Linked DNA regions of Mus musculus: region 2 is linked to region 1. A link is a contact called in public Hi-C data. All regions are on one chromosome and are shown on one strand. The core of a region is the stretch at or near the end of the contact, and the rest is flanking DNA. Distances in the headings are between cores, read along the strand shown.

The links. Hi-C and Micro-C count contacts between places; a contact is called where the count stands out from the background.
Region 2: a Hi-C map of olfactory sensory neurons shows a contact between it and region 1, with 3 times the contacts expected there. The contact joins two enhancer-like sites. A contact is called at or near these places in 4 of 15 datasets of contacts at CTCF or cohesin (the NIH/3T3 cell line, large pre-B cells and pro-B cells), 25 of 484 Hi-C or Micro-C datasets (the HL-1 cell line, adipose-derived mesenchymal stem cells, bone marrow-derived macrophages and 12 more) and 14 of 115 datasets of contacts at active chromatin or transcription factors (the NIH/3T3 cell line, bone marrow-derived dendritic cells, differentiating embryonic stem cells and 11 more).

Annotation. Positions count from the first base shown.
Region 1 is chrX:166,665,800-166,670,714 of GRCm38.p6, forward strand. Gm1720 (predicted gene 1720) reads left to right here. Exons shown (of 9, transcript NR_046015.1): 5 at 467-567; 6 at 4,723-4,781. Among named protein-coding and RNA genes, the nearest start is that of Gm1720, 6.2 kb to the left of the region's middle. Within about 2 kb of position 2,177, at least 4 of the 459 cell types and tissues checked have an H3K27ac peak or open chromatin away from gene starts, as enhancers often do. A contact at or near this core is called in olfactory sensory neurons, where this site is marked.
Region 2 is chrX:167,047,557-167,052,780 of GRCm38.p6, forward strand. No RefSeq gene overlaps it. Among named protein-coding and RNA genes, the nearest start is that of Gm8817, 20 kb to the right of the region's middle. Within about 2 kb of position 2,310, at least 96 of the 459 cell types and tissues checked have an H3K27ac peak or open chromatin away from gene starts, as enhancers often do. A contact at or near this core is called in olfactory sensory neurons, where this site is marked.

The DNA of each region.
Region 1 (4,915 bases), core at 927-3,426:
TTGACCCTGGGGATAGCAGCACAAATGCAGGGGCAGGCAGTACAGAAAGAAATCAGGGACAGATGATACAGAAGCAAAGCAGGATGGCAGTCTACCATTTCAACTTGATTTACAACAATGGCCTGGATTCAGTGTCTTGACTAGAGGGTCACTTCCTAAACATCAGCAGATGAATTATTTCATCAGGCCATGATGGTTCACTGGAGAATGTGCCCAGTGTTATTAATGCTGTGCCTCTATCTTAACACATGAAATAAGGCTTTCTGTTTTTAATAAGCACCATGCCACCAAGTCTCTGGTGATTCCCTCTTAAGTTGTCATCTGCAATTGACAGGATCCTGATGCAAACAGTCTGTAACAGGACCAATGGCTTCTGCATTTATTTTTCCTTTATTGCTGTCTTTTTCTCCCCTTCTGCATTAGGATCCATATTCTGTTTCGAGTTAATTTTTTTTTTTGGACACAGGGTATTGTATATCTCAGCATTGCCTCAAATTCACTGCATGGTTTGATTATGACCTCGAGAATCTCATCCTCTACCTCTCTTCCAGAGTGCTGGAATTACAGGTGTGTACCACCACACCAGGGAGTTTCAAAAAGGTTGGGGCCATAACATGTGTCTGAAGCCAACCTAGGAATGATGTGCCTTTTATCCACCAGGGGCATGTATTGGCTTCTCTCTGATCACAGTGCACTGTGTCTGTTACAGATAAGCAATCCTGGAGGACCCAGTGCAGGCCAAGCAGCATTAGAATTCAGTAGAGTTAGGCATTTGTTAGCAGGAAGGGTTACTAGAGAGATATCTGAGCCCAAGCTCCAGGTCTCAGACTGCCCATCATTACTGTGTGGGTAGGCTTAAACACTTTTGGACCGTACTATCTTTTTTTTTTTTTAAACAATGTGGAGATTCATGACTGAGGAGAAATGTATTTGCAGCTGACCTTTCCCCTTTGTTGTCTGAAGCATCTGCATGAAGACCTGTGTGATGAGGGGGCAAGAGAGTTGACGGAAGTCATTGGGAGAATCACTTGGAATGGCACATGGTAGACTGACTAAGGGATCAAATGGAGACAGAGAACCTAGCTGTGCATTGACTTGAGGAACAGTTTGGAAAAGTAACTGCATCTTAAACAGCAGATGATTTCTGTTGTTTGTCCTAAGAGGATCTAGTAGCACCAGAGTGACAGAAACATGGATAGTGTGGTCCAGTTCTATCTCTAGCATGCCTTAGCTGCTGCAGGCTTTGAGCAAATCTCCTGAACTCTTTGTCCCTTAGTGTCTGCAGAGACAGATATCTTAAGCAGTGATAGTTAGATCAGAGCAACTGTGGTAAGTAGAAGAATGGATGGCAGTCACAGTGCAGTGTTAAAGCATCTACCTGGGAACCAGATGCAGTTCAAATCCAAACCTTGTCACTTATAAGCTGTGAGATCTCTGTGCCTCAGTTCCCATAGCTTTTGAGTGGCACTAGGGATGGAATTCTCTTTATATCATGGAGATGGTTAAATGACATCTTGTGTGTAAAGCCCTGCCCTGGTACTATTTAAGTGCTGCTTAAGTGCTATGCACTCCTATGGTACCTAGGGCCTGGGCCATAACTAAATTCAGTAATTAATCAGGTCATTTATTCTACATCAGGTATCCAAGGAGGTTACAGAGTCCTGGTACTTGTAGTGTTTTCTCCCAGTCCTTTTACAGCTTGTTAGTTACACTTAGCAAAATGGCCAAGGAAGAGACTTCTTTTGAGAAAACAAGAAGAGCAAGAAAAAATCTTTGGGGCTTGCTTCTTGCTTGTCATAGCTTAGGAGATCTCTCTCTTTTGTTTGCTACCAAAGCCAAAATTGCCTCTTTTTTCACCATTTTCCAACATGAAGCAGCATTTTTTACTCATAGATGGACCCAAGCAGCAGCTAGAGCCCTGTGTACAGAGCCCCACACTGAGACATGCTCACAATAGATTTTCTGGGCCAGCTCCATTTCACCCTCAGGATGTTTAACAAATGACACAGAAAAGATGTGCAGAATAACAGGTAAGATGCTGGGTGGTGATGAGCTAGGTCATATTAATGATGGGACAGCAGAAAAGTGCAACATACTGCGCTTACATTTCACAGAGCAGAAGCATGCACAAGTAGACCTGCTCTCCGGGGACCCAGTTTATCTAAACAGTCCCCACTCTCCAAAGTTCCACAACTCCCCAGAGAGCAGCACCAGCTGAGGACTGAGTGTTGAAATACACGAACCACAACAACAACCTTGAAGAAATGGAATTATTCCATCAGGTTGTGCATAATAGTCTAGGTTTGGTATCTGTCAAGCAGAATTTATACAACTATCTCCTGCCTTGTCTGTGCATTTATGAGTAGAAACATGTAGTGAAGATCCTTTGTCCATGGAAGAAAGAATAGTAGACCCCTTTCCATTAAAGTGGGGGTGGTGGTAGCCTTTGTGTCTTGAATCTCATCCCTGTCATTCATTGGCTGGACTCAGTAAACCTTAATGTATTTATTTTTAACTTATGAGAAAAAGATCTTTGACTCAGGTTTGTTAGGAACATTATACTGGACTTACCTTAAAATAAAGTAGTTGGCAAACCAGGGAATTTCATATGGTTATTTAAGGTCTAGGAGACCCTCTAAAGGAGAATGAAGTTTCCTATTTGAACAATTCATAGGGTTATTTAAGGTCTAGGAGACCCTCTAAAGAAGAATGAAGTTCCTATTTGAACAATTCATAGGGTTATTTAAGGTCTAGGAAACCCTCCAAAGGAGAATGAAGTTTCCTATTTGAACAATTAAATGAATCAGGCGTTTAGAAAATTGCTTTTGCTAAAATGCATTGATCCTACAGTTGGGTCTGCAGGACGAAAGCCTGACATCTCCACCTTCATTTTGAGTCTGTCTAGTTCCTTCATTTTAACAGAAGGTACAAAAATAAGTCATTGCCCAAACCTGGAGTCAACTTGGATTTCTGGAAGTATAAAGCCTCCCAGGACAGACATGTGCCCAGATGAGGATGATTATCCATGGCTCAGGAATAGAAGTGATCATCTTGAAGGAAGCAGATGGATCTCTTCAAGCAATGACAATGACAGCTCTGAGGTCTCTGAGGTCTTTGGACAATATTGCAGAACTAGGATCGAAACAATGATCAACCAGATCCCACCTTGGTCAGGACTGCATTATGTAGGTCTCCCTTAGCTCTAATTCCTTTTATATATAAGCCTAAAGCTCATGTCAATACCATGAAGATGAACAGGGGATGGCAGGACCCTTTTATTTGTTTCTCATCCCACTGTGGTCACATTGAATCTCTCTTTCTCTCTCTTTGCTTTCCACTGTTACCCATCTCATTAATTGGTATGATGGGGACAGGTGGCTGAGCCTAAGTTCTGGAGAGCTGCTGGAGCCCAGACTTTTGTCTTTAAAACTCTGGACTCTGGTTATATAAACAGCCCTGAGTTTTCCCAGTACAGATCTTATGAAGTCTTTATTAGTTTAAATGAATAGTTTTAAAATGATTCGTTTATGGGCTCAAGCTAATATGAGTCTTTTGGGATGAGTAGGTGGTATGATTCTAGTGTTGGTGAGGGAATAGGAGCATGGAGCTGTTAATTGCCTTCTTGAAGGGCTCTTGCCAGCAGAAGGCCTGAAGAAGAATTGTAAACACCGGGTGTGTTTCCTGATAATTTCAGGATGCTGCTGCTGATGCAAAACTGACATTTTACTCTTTTTTTTTTGTTCCACAGTATAAGCGTCAAGGTTGTTAGAGTAGACTTATCCCTATATATTTGATGTGCATGCATTGAATTTGGATCTCTCAAAGGCAGTCCATGTCTCTTTGAGATCTGATCATAATCATTGGGATCATCCCATTGGAAACCAAGTGAAGGTCACACATACAGCCATTTGGGGTTTGATCTTCCCTGTGTCTCCAGCCAAGGAGAAGCCAAGAAGCTTTGTCACACATACAGCCATTTGGAGTTTGATCTTCCCTGTGTCTCCAGCCAAGGAGAAGCCAAGAAGCTTTGTCTGGGTGATCTGAACAGTTCAGAAAAGCTGGATGGATATGAAATTCTCTGGGGTTCTTGACAACTGTGAATAAATCCACAGTGTTGACCCAGGCAGCATGCATTGCAGAACTAGAATTGAGACAATAATCGACCAGACCTCACCTTGATCAGGACTGCAGTATGCAAGTCTACCCAAACTCTAATTCCTTTTCTATATAAGCCTAAAGCTTATATAGCCCAGGCATCATTCTTGTCTTGCTAGGCATTTTCAACAATAAGCTTCAGCATCCCAGACTGCCTGGTATCCTTGGAGTGGTTTCTACTCAGGAGACTTTTTAGGGCCCTATTTAGACATCTACTTCCTACTTACAAGTACCTCACATTAGACGATGGAGTGTTTGTTGCAAAGTACAAATGCAACAAATTCAAGTCTTTCTTAAGACCTACACCTAAGTAGCATCAGTGGAGGATGAAAGAAGGGGAGATGAAGGAGGATGATGAAGATAGCAAGATGACCTACACAGTGTCATAATCCATGTTCATTGTAAAGAAGGTATATGTGCATTTGTGGTTTGGTGTCCAACTTGAAAAGCAACCAGTAATCACATTTTACTGTAGCCAAATTCTAAAGCCTAAATACTCTACATTGAGTGAAAGTCACAAATAGAGACTGTCTTTAAATTCTTTCTTGTTTACTTTCTTCTACACAGATTATTTTTAGTTGGAGCCATTTTCTTCCATTGCCATTCTGTCCTCTACATTTCAGAAGGTCAGTTGCTTACCATGATCAACTAACTACTCCATTGCTGCTCAACTGGATTTAGACCATGGAACCTTAAGGCTGTATCTGCAGTGTTTCCATCCCAAATAGTCAATAATTCAATGCTATGACAAGGGCACATT
Region 2 (5,224 bases), core at 1,060-3,559, 380 kb after region 1:
TGACATTGAAACCATTACACCTTGTGATTTTATTGCTTTCCAATAAATTCTGACATGTGGAGAGACACACATTTTGCTCATCTTAGTTAACTTCAATTGTCAACTTGATACAGCCAGGGTCGTACAGCCAGGAGATTTTCAACTGAGCAGTTGCCTAGATTAGCGTGGTGTGTAGGCTTCTCTTCAGGGGATTGTCTTGATCATTAACTGCTATAGAAAGGGCCAGCCCACTGTGGTCAGCGCCATCCCTGGGTCAGTGGTCCTGAGCTGTATAAAAATGTGAACTAAGCCTGATCATGCAAGGAAACCAGTAATCAGTGCTTCACCATGGTTTCAGCATCAAGTTTCTGCTTACATGCTTGCCCTAATTCACCTCAATGATGGACTGTGACCAGGAAATACAAGTAAATTAAATGCTTTCACATACACCCCCTTCCCCACCCCAGTTGCTTTTGGTCAAGATATTTGTCACAATAACAGGCTGAAACTAGAACAATGCTTATCAATGTTTGTGCATAGGGCTATCACAAAGAAACAATGGTTATAATCAAGAAAGACTTCAGCCAACAGGAAAGGGGAGAGGGGTGGGGGTGGGGTAGGGAAAGGCTGGGCATGGTGATGTATACCTGTAATTTCAGCATTCAGAAGGCAGATGGAAGAGGATCTCTTCATGGACTCCAGAATTTCGCGTCAATCTGGTTTACATAGTGAGTTCCAGGCTAGCTAGGGCTGCGTGGTGAGATCTTGTCTCAGGAACACCGCGCCCCCCCCCCCCCCCACACACACACACTCCAAGATCTCTCAAACACTGGACCACCAACCGGACAGCATACACCAGCTGATATGATCCCCAACACATATACAGCAGAGGACTGCCAGGTCTGGGTTCAGAGAAGATGGACCTAACCTTCAAGAGACTGGAGGCCCCAGGGAGTTTAGAGGTCTGGTTGGGTGGGAGGTGGCAGGTGGGGACATCCTTGTGGAGACAGGGGGTTTGGGAAGAGGTACGAGATGTGGAACAGTTCAAAGGATGGGCAGGAGGGGGGGATAAAATCTGAAGTGAAATAAAGAAAGAAAGAAAGAAAGAAAGAAAGAAAGAAAGAAAGAAAGAAGGAGAAGGAGAAGAAGGAGGAGAAGGAGAAGGAGAAGGAGAAGGAGAAGGAGAAGGAGAAGGAGAAGGAGAAGGAGAAGGAGAAGGAGAAGGAGAAGGAGAAGGAGATTGGTCTTGTTAGCACATCCCAGCAATCCAATCTCTCAAAAGGTGAAGGCAGGAGGATCAAGAATTCTAGTCATTCTTGGTTGTACAGCAAGTTTGAAGCCAGCTTCAGATACATGAGACCTGTTTCAATAATTATGAGAACACACACATGCACACACACTGGAGGAGTAGAACTGTAATGTAAACATATAGGAAACTAAGGTAGGGGTGGTAGAGGAAGAGGGAGATATGGATATGGGAGGAGGATAAGCTCAATATATAATATATACTTGCATGAAAATGGCTGAAATGACTATAACTGATATGGTTAGCACAGCTTAAAATTAATTTCATGTGCAAAAAAAAAATCACTTAACTAACTACATGCTTGAAATGGGTGAATTTCGTGGTATGTGAACAACATTTCAATAAATATTTTTCTAACAAAGAGTTGTAAATTTTGGATGGATGTCATTGATTGCACACAAATCAGGCTCAATAAAGCCAATGTACAAAACAAACAAACGAACAAACGAACGAACACCAAAACCACATAAGGGTCCAGTGGTTTGGAGGAGGGACTCCTCTTCTGACAGGAAAGAGAGAAGAGTACAGACACAGATGGCCACAGTCCTATCAGCTATTGAGGAACTGTGCTGTGAGAAGAGAGTGACTAGCCACCCTTGATCCAGATGTTTTTTTCCCTTTTTATAAGCATTAGCATCCCAGCCAGTCATACACTCACTCCCACATCCATGAGCTCACTGACATATCTTCATGCAGCATGTGTGCTCACTAGGCAGAATATGTACCGGGACACACTTTCCCCATCTGTGGCTAAACTCAGTCAGCCTTCAGCCTGTTGGTATTTCTGTCACACAGAACCCAGGTTGCCTTGGCAGACAACTGGCTGAATGTGTGTGTTTTTTTCCTCCTCCCTTTAATCATGGGTAGCTGCATAAACAATAGGAGGGTAGGAATAAAGGCTGAGTCAGAGGGCTTGGGGCTGGGAGGCAGGCTTGAATGATAGAGATCTCTAAGTACCTCCATGGTTATCAGCTCCTTATTTAACCGCTTACCAGAGGCTATTAGACAGTATTTTGCAACAACAAGACAGAACCATAGCAACCAGACTACAAAGAGAAGCCCAGACTTCTGGAAAGGGCTTGGAGTCTCTGAAGAGATGTTAGCATTTTGCAGCTTCCAACTTCTTGTGGTTTTTGTTTCTTTTCAGTAGCCACTGGAGATGCACCATGTTTCCTATTATGCACCCTAAAGTGAGGATTTTCTGCAGCTAAAAATGGGGGGCCCTCAGATTGGAATCCTTTAGCTGAAAGAGGGTTTAAATAGAATTTTTTCACTCACACATTCTTGGGATTGTATGTAGCTCAACAGGCAGAGTATAGGGCCATTGTGAGCAAACACTAGGTTCTAGTCCAAGCGCTTTATAAACAGGGCGAGGCATTGTTTGCCAGTAATTCCAGCACTCAGGAGATGAAGGCAGGAAGATCACAAATTCAAGGCCAGTTTCCATGATATAGCAAGTTCTGTGGCCAGCCGTGCTACAGGAAAACCTTGCTCCAAACAAACAGAAACCGAAACAAAGCTCAAAACAGAACAAAATCTTACTTAAGAATATACTTCTATTCTTACTGGGTAAGGACTGATTTTTTTAAAAAATATTAATGATACTCTCTTCATCTTTCTTAGTTGTCCCTCTAGCTTCAGCTCAGCTTGGTCTCCTCATGTCCACAAGGCCTCCTCCACTATTTACCTGTTTGCTCGGATTGATAGCTGAACCTGAACCCATTATTTCCTGATCCCAGACTCTAGTACAACCTTGAGGGCTTGGACAGGGTGGGGGGGGGTAGGGGGGAGGGAACAGGAAGTTGTTATTAAGTAGAGGAGCCAAAGCCTTGCTCCTGTCTACTTAAACGAAAATACTTTGTTCAAGTCCAGTTGAGGTTACATGGTGAGTTTCAGACCAGCCTGGATTACAAGGTCAGACCCTGCCTCAAAAACAGCACCAAGAACAAAGTGGATGGCCCTCCAAAAGAGTTGAAAGCAGTACTTGTACAGGAATGTTCACAGTTGCAGTGTTCATAATAGGCAAATGGAGGAAGCCTAATGTCCATCAGGACATTCGTACCTAAGCAAAATATGGCACAGCCACACAATGAAAGATTACTGGGTCATAAAAAGCACTGCAACACCAACAAATATTTGAGGTGATGTTTTTCTTTTGTCATTACACATCACACGTGTTTATCAGAATATCACACTGTATCCCAAACATGTACACACTTATCATGTGTCAATTAAAAGCAAAGTACCTGGGGGAGAGATAGTTCAGCTAGAAAACTGCTTGCTTTGCAAGCATGATGACCCAACCAATCTCCAGAACCTATATTAAATAATGAAGAGAAAAAGCCAAGTACAGTGGCATATACTCGTCCAGTGCTGTGTCCCTGAGGCTCATGGGCAGCCAGCCTAGCCTACTTTGGAAGTTCTAGGTTAGTGAAAGACAGTCTCTAACAAAAAGATGCATGGCCCCCAAGGAACTACATTTGAGGTTGTTCTTTGCCTGCTACCACATACATGGGTACATGTGAGTGAACATGTTGACGCACCTCTGTAACTCCAGCACTTAGGAGGTAGAGGTAGGGTGATCAAATATTTAAATTTAAGGTCATTCTTGGATTGAGAGAGGAAGGGGAAGAGACAGAGAGATAGGAAGACACACACAGAAAAAGAGACAGAGATGGAGACAGAGAAGAAAAGAGAAATGTGAGTAAGAACAGGTACAGGTAAGGACAGGAGCAGGAGTGGTAAGTAGGGTCAGTTGGAAAATGATTTCCCCTCCAGCCTCCAGCCCGATGAGGACAAGGATTGACTGCAGAGTGCTTTGTTGCAGGAGCCACTCCTTGAGCCACTCTGAATCCCAAGGAAAAGTTAACAAGTAAGAAAAGGTAGAATTTGGTTAGGAACCTAAAGGCATGATAAAGAACATAGTAAGTATTTACAGGAGTTTAGGAATAGCTTAGTTGCGGAGGCGTCACACATGATACATTATAAAGAAGATGTGAATTTACTCAGAAGTCAGAGGTTTTAGCCCCTGATTAAGTGACTATATGACTGTAAACTTGGTCAGGCCATGTAAGTTTCCCGGTCTTGGTTTGCTCATCTAAGTACATCCCAGAGGGATATGGCATCCCAAATGTTTGTGGAACATTTAATACATAACAATTGATTCCCTTCGGGCAAAAAGAAGGTAACTTTGAGATGAGCCTAGTGTTTCTTAGACTGGTCTCCCCTGAGACTTGTTACTAAACCCTTCGGTTTAACTGTAGATGTTCCCGTACTTCTAGACCAGGACCTATTCTTTCTTTTGCAGTGATAAAGATCATGGCCAAAAGCAAGTCAGGCAGGAAATGCTTTATTTGGCTGACAGTTTTACATCACAGTGCCTGTCAAGGTTAAGTCAGTGCCGGAGCTCCAGGCAGGGACCTGGACATGGGAATGAGAGCAGAGAGCAGAGAGCAGAGAGCAGAGAGCAGAGAGCAGAGAGCAGAGAGCAGAGAGCAGAGAGCAGAGAGCAGAGAGCAGAGAGCAGAGAGCAGAGAGCAGAGAGAGCAGAGAGCAGAGAGCAGAGAGGAGTGCTGCTTACTAGCCTGCTCTCTCCATGATTTGCCCACCCTGCCTGCATTCTCATAACACCCAGAACCACTTGCCCAGGGGTGGCACCTCTCACACCAGCCGCTAATCAAGAAAATACACTGCAGTCTGGCCTCCACACAAGTCTGATGAAGGCATTTTTCTCAATCGAGGTTCCCTCTTCTCAAATGACTAGATTGTATCAAGTTGATAAAAAGCTAACCAGCCCGGGGACAGAGGTTGTGTCCTCGCGGCTGTGTCCTCAATGAGTCAGATTGGGAGAGGAGGACATTAGAATAAGCAAGCAGGAAGCAGCTGTGATATAAACCAACAGGTCATGATGACAGTCACAGGAACCATGACACGACTCCT